Regions from separate parts of the Zea mays genome. Here region 2 is linked to region 1. Evidence: chromatin contacts called from public Hi-C data. All regions are on one chromosome and are shown on one strand. Each heading gives the region's core, a stretch centred on a gene start, on an enhancer-like site or on the middle of the called end of the contact. The rest is flanking DNA. Distances are from core to core; before and after follow the strand shown. Region 1 has its middle 14 kb from the start of LOC100192799. Region 2 holds the start of LOC541960 (liguleless 4).

The links. Hi-C and Micro-C count contacts between places; a contact is called where the count stands out from the background.
Region 2: a Hi-C map of leaf shows a contact between it and region 1, with 4 times the contacts expected there. The contact joins the promoter of LOC541960 here to the enhancer-like site in region 1. A contact is called at or near these places in 14 of 25 Hi-C or Micro-C datasets (bundle sheath, ear, leaf and 4 more) and 1 of 3 datasets of contacts at active chromatin or transcription factors (leaf).

What each region holds. Positions count from the first base shown.
Region 1 is chr8:134,334,970-134,337,915 of Zm-B73-REFERENCE-NAM-5.0, forward strand. No RefSeq gene overlaps it. Among protein-coding and RNA genes, the nearest start is that of LOC100192799, 14 kb to the left of the region's middle. Within about 2 kb of position 1,407, at least 13 of the 20 cell types and tissues checked have an H3K27ac peak or open chromatin away from gene starts, as enhancers often do. A contact at or near this core is called in bundle sheath, ear, leaf and 1 more, where this site is marked.
Region 2 is chr8:134,448,185-134,451,130 of Zm-B73-REFERENCE-NAM-5.0, forward strand. It overlaps LOC541960 (liguleless 4), which reads left to right and starts at 1,429. Exons shown (of 5, transcript NM_001371616.1): 1 at 1,429-2,173; 2 at 2,304-2,417; 3 at 2,507-2,636. The coding sequence starts at 1,949.

The sequences.
Region 1 (2,946 bases), core at 157-2,656:
ATCCACAGCAACTGGCAAGAAACTAACCTGTTTTTTCTCCAAGAATTCAGGAACCTTATCTTGTTCTGTCTCTCTTTTGTTTTTTCTTTTTGGCCTAGGAGGATTGGAGCCGTATTACTACGCGCCAGTGTTGTCTTATATTTGTCGGTTGCAGCAATGAAATGAGGCATGAGTTATAAACAAGAGAAAGAGAGAGATGGAACTTTCAGCTGCACTGGTCTCCAAACAAATTAAGGCAGAAAGGTGAGGTTGATCTGAGATGGTAGATTGTTGAATGACATGACTGGCTGGTTGGTTGCCATGATAAGTCTGCATTTATACTGGATTTTTATCTTGCACCGCCGTGGACGGTGCCGGTGGAGTATGTTCATCTGATGCGGGACCTCCATTCGATCCTGAAAAAATCCATCTTTGATGATGCTGTCTGGAGATGCGAAGGCTCGTTGTGATTTGACCTCTTGAAAGGAACGTGAGAACGCGCCGCAAATATAGGTTTTTTTTGCAGCCGAGCCGAGAGTACGTGTTCATCGTTGCTGGAAAGTCGAAAAATGAAGACAACGGAGGTCTCAATTTCGTTTTCTTTTTCTATTTTCCTCTTTTTAAACTTTAATTTATAAATAGTGTCCCGAACCCTATTTTACGGGATACAGTATTAAAAAGTTGTGGGCGTGTTGTTATCAAGATGAGCAAAACATAGGGCGTGGCGTCGGTTAGGCCCTCGTCTTGTAGACTTGACAGACAGTGGATGTCACTGTCTTGAAGATATGTCTCGAGAGAGAGAGAGAGAGAAAAAAAAAAAGGTAGGGCCTGTGACCAATAATGCATTGTTGAGATGTCTTTCCTTGACCTCTGTCGAGATAAGCTTTTTCTCCATCTTAAAAAAAAGATATGCATATATATAATAAATACACTTGTAGATCTACTGAGTAGAGACAGCTAACCATGGTACTGCATATATTATCTTTCAAGAAATTAATGGCATTATTTATCAAAGCAAATCATTAGACGTTAGCTGCTGAATCAATACAATTATATACAAGCTTAGGTTAACCTAGGCGACAAAAAGAGAGTGAGAGAGAGAGAGATTATAAAACATATTTACTGTTGCATTATTGTTTTTTAGTTATTGATTGAAGTGTAATCATGCTGAGTGACCCATGATTGACAAAAACAAGAGGAAACATATATAGTCAAAGAGGCTATCTTATATACTTGTAACACACAGCCATGCATAAAGCATGTTTGCACGAGAGACCTCTCGAAATACCTGATGGAAAAGCTAAGGTTGAAGCATCAAGTAAACAAATCTTGGTTTGGTTTTGGTTGGAGGTTCCAAGGAAGGAAGGAGGCAGTTTGTGGTCCTGGTGGGAAACCGTTTGTGGTCCTCCTGGCTCGCCAACAGTCCTACTCTACTCTATTTATGATCCCATCAATCATCCAGACATTGCCACACCTGGATCCTTTCACTAGTCCAGGCCGGAGACTGTTTCAGAATTCCAGTATATATAATCCCTCCTCCTCGTCATCAGCACAGCACTGCACGGCTTTGTATGTGTGTGTTGTGCCATTTGGAACCTGGAATTTGGAATTAGCATAGCATCGGTTTGGTCACCAGAGAGATACTACAACGAACATACTTGTTGGGGACTTTTCCTTAAATGCTATGAATTAAGAAAAGGCAACACGAAAATTGTTAAACGTTAAAGTTCTTTATCCTTCGAAGCATTACCTCTCTCGAGATATAATGAGTCTTGGACGAAGGTTATAAAGGACATGCCTTCATCAATACAACAAATAATAAAGAAGGATTCATGCAAAGTATGAATACTCAAATATTATCATTAAAACTCATTTCTATTTTATTATTATGGAAAAATAGAAATGATAACAAATTACAAATGTACCTTCGGCTTAAAAGAAGGCAAAAGTACAAGCGTGACGCAAAAGCAAATGCCAAGTCAGCGTGAACAGTACGTGAGCACTGTTCATCTATTTATAGGCACGGGATGCAGCCCATGTAAAATTACACCCATACCCTTTACATTTGCTAATAATTCTATAATAGTCCATCAGGGTCTAAATAGCCTTTTCCCTTTTAAGTCGGTTCCCTTTTCTGTTATCACGCCGAAGCTCCCCTGCGCATAGCTTCGGCTCTGCGCCATCCTTCGTATCCTTTGTGCTTCTTCACACTGTAGTTTTGACCTAAGTCCGAAGGTACCTGTTTATGTATCATACTCCAGAAACATTGTTAAATCATATTTTTGAGGACCTTCGGAAGCCGAAGGCCCCCAACAGTAGCCCCTCGCAATATTAATTTGTTAGAATGATAAATTCAGATTGCGATATGGACGAAGGCCTTAAGCCGAAGGTCCGAAAAAACACCTTCCCTTTGCTAGAATAGCATCAGTCAATGACAAGCGGGGCCCTCCCACTTGCAACGCACTGGGCGTATAAATAAGAGCACACCGCGAGCATATCTGGCACGCTTTCTTGCCATCTGCTCTTGCTTACTCAACTTTTAGCTCTTTTGCGCACCAACACTTGTTTGGTTTTTTAGGTTTTTTAAGCTTCGGCTTTGAGAGCAGTTTTTTAACATTTTCGAAGATGTCTAAAGATAAAAAAGCTATTGCTGAAACGAAGCTGAGCCTTTCTGAGGAGAAGAATCTTGGCTTTCTTGAGTCAATAGCAAAGACGAATACGAAGAAGATTACAAGGGAGATTTTAGAAGGTTTATCTGAAGATACTGGTGATAGTGACAGTTATGATGTGGAAAGCAGCGGGGAAGACTCCGAAGATCGACCCTGGCGACCAAGCCATGCAGTTTTTAGAAAATCAACTATTAAACAGAGCCATCTTGACAATATGAGGGGGAGATATTTTTGGGATATGTCTATTGTGAGAGCTGACAACGGAGAGAAGACTTGTCCTACTCCCGAAGAAAATGAA
Region 2 (2,946 bases), core at 179-2,678, 110 kb after region 1:
CTAACATAGAAGAGCATGTAGAGGGAAACAATGCATCTTTGGTGGAGGGGGAGAAACCACTATGGTTGAGTGTAACAGTTATAAGAGTGAAATATAGGGAAATCTAACCTCTCCAAAATTTGAAGGAAGAGACTCCTCCGTATGCAGTACCTTCAACGAAAGTAAAGAAAAGGGTAGAGCATGGGTCGTTAACTTAGTCTTGTATCAGTCAGTTGTGGGAGACTTCACAATCCCAATCAATGTAGCTTCCCTGTTGTGTCCTTTGCCTCCTTCTCGTTGAAGACCCAGAGGCAACCTCCATCTCCTATCCATCATAGTTTGATGTAGCATATCGAGTACTTCATCTTCGATCATCTCAATGTAGGATCCCGAGGAAGACATGATGACAGTGGTTTGATAAACTGAAAGGAGAGTGAGAGGAGTGAAACAAGATATGATAAGAGCAGATTAAAGAATAAGGGGTGTAAATGGACCAAAACACTATGCTCTATTTACGAATTCTAGTTTTTTCAGTTTTTAGACTTTAAAATACTGTGAATCAATCAGAACGTGGCACATGGTTAAAGGTGGTTGATATTAACCGTTTCTCCAATGCGATCGACGCAGATCGATCTAACTTTAATGTGATTGATAACAATGAGTTGGTAGGTCTACTAATCAATATTAAAGTCGGATCAGTCATTACCGACATCCGTCTAACCCACGTCTTTGGTCTAAGTCGGCTGACGCTGAAACACGTCTTAGGGTCTATTTAGTTGAGTTGTAGATAAATAAAAATCTTAGTCGAGCTATGAGTTGTGAGAAAACTGTTGTGACCTGATGATTGTGAAAAAACTCAAATTTGTTTGGTGAAATAACCGTCGACTATAAATTTTATAAGACATGATACCTTGTAACATGGATGATAAAAATCTAGACAATCTTGGATAGGAGATGATTCTGAATTGGACTAGAGAATTATATAGATTTTGAAGAATCTATTCTACTATTGTACTCGTTTGGTTTGGATTCTAAAATTTTGGCGGCAAATCTGGTTCAAGAAGATGAACCAAACACAACCTCATAACGCGTGAAAATTCTGTTTTCTATTCGACCAGCTCTTAAAGAACATTGAAATATGATAATGTCTAGCATAGCGAGGGCATCTTTAGAAGTATGATCCATTCATCAAGGTCTCCCATGCAAAAAGAACGACACCCCTTCTCCCTCGTCTCACACTAGCACTTCATTGCATAAAAAATCAAGGAAAATAAAACGTTAAGGACTGATTTAGTGACTATGGATCACGAAACTATCTCTTTATCACCAAATCAATCCTAATAAAAAAACTACGACCGTATAAAGAGTCCCAACAAACCATCCATGCACATTTTTTATAACTTTTTTGTCCCAAAGAAAAACCACCCACTTTCACATCCCTAGCTATTCCTTCCCTCTTTCCCGATCTCACTGGCAGGCACTGCCTCCATCATCCTCCCAGAGAGAGACTGAGAGAGAGAGAGCGCAGCCGAGGCAGTTCGCCCGCATGTATCCCGCTGCTGCAGAGATCACGCCCAGCTTCTGCGCCTGCAGCTCCAGCAGTAGCAGCACAAGGGGCTGCAGTGGAAACGGCCGCTGCTAGTTCCCGTTCTCCCCATGATCTCTGCCCTTTCCCCTACTTTTTCTTGTTCTTGCTTGCCCCTTTTCCTTCTGCGCTAGCTGCCGCTTCTTCGCCTTCCTGGAGCTTCCCGCATCCACACATACCTCTAAAGAACCAGACAAATAAACGACACAGAACCGTCGGAGTCGTCTTCTACTACTGTCTCCATTATATGGGTTTGTTGTGCACAGGTGCGCGTAGATAGGTAGAACCGTAGAAGGCAGATTATCGCTCGAGGCAGCAGCTTGGTTGCTGGGGCACGCGATCGAGCTCCAGGCAAGAAGATTATTGCAGGAAGGCGCGGCAGGCATGGAGGATCTGTACAGCATCCACCCGGGGATCTCACGCGCCGGGGGCGCCGCCACGGCGGCCAGCGAGGTGTCCGGGGTCGCCGGCGGACCAGGCTCGCCCCCTCCCCCGCCGTCGCAGCCCCCTCCGCCGCCGCCGGCGGATCTGACGGAGCTGGTCAAGGCGCAGATCGCCGGGCACCCGCGCTACCCTTCCCTCCTCTCCGCCTACATCGAGTGCCGCAAGGTACCTCGCCGTCGCATCATGCGGCCGGCTAGCTAGCTAGCTCGCTCGATCGCCGAGATTAGTTGCGGAAAGATTGCGCCTTGACGACGCGCTCGCCCGCATGGTTTGGTTTCTTGATTTGGCGTGGCAGGTGGGCGCGCCGCCGGAGGTGGCCACGCTGCTGGAGGAGATCGGCCGGGAGAGGTGCGCCGCCGCCTCTGCCGGCGGGGAGGTCGGCCTAGACCCCGAGCTCGACGAGTTCATGGTACGCACGCCACGGCCCCGCACGCACTAAACCCGTTCTGATTCTTGCGTCGTTATTACATGTGACCGTGGCGACGGCGCGGCGCACAGGAGGCGTACTGCCGGGTGCTGGAGCGGTATAAGGAGGAGCTGTCGCGGCCATTCGACGAGGCAGCGTCCTTCCTCAGCAGCGTCCGGACGCAGCTCAGCTCCCTCTGCGGCGCCGCCGCCTCGCTCTCAGGTAACTACCTTCCTCCGCTCACATGCGTGCATCTCTCCGGCCGGCTCCTCCATCCACAGGTGTGCGACGACAACCTGGCCATGCCATCGCCATTGCGGGCATGGGCATGCACCCGTGCATCAGTGCATTATTGCTGCTCTTGTGTGAAGCAAAGGAAGCTAGCGTGTGCGTGTGCGAATATAGGGGCCGGCCGGCCGGGGCGAGGATGGCTGCTTCTAGCTTTGATGAATGCGTGCGCGTGTTCTTGTGTGGTCAAATCGTGTCCATGCAAATGGGGTGCAGGGGTGTCAGATGGCGGGGTCAGATGAGT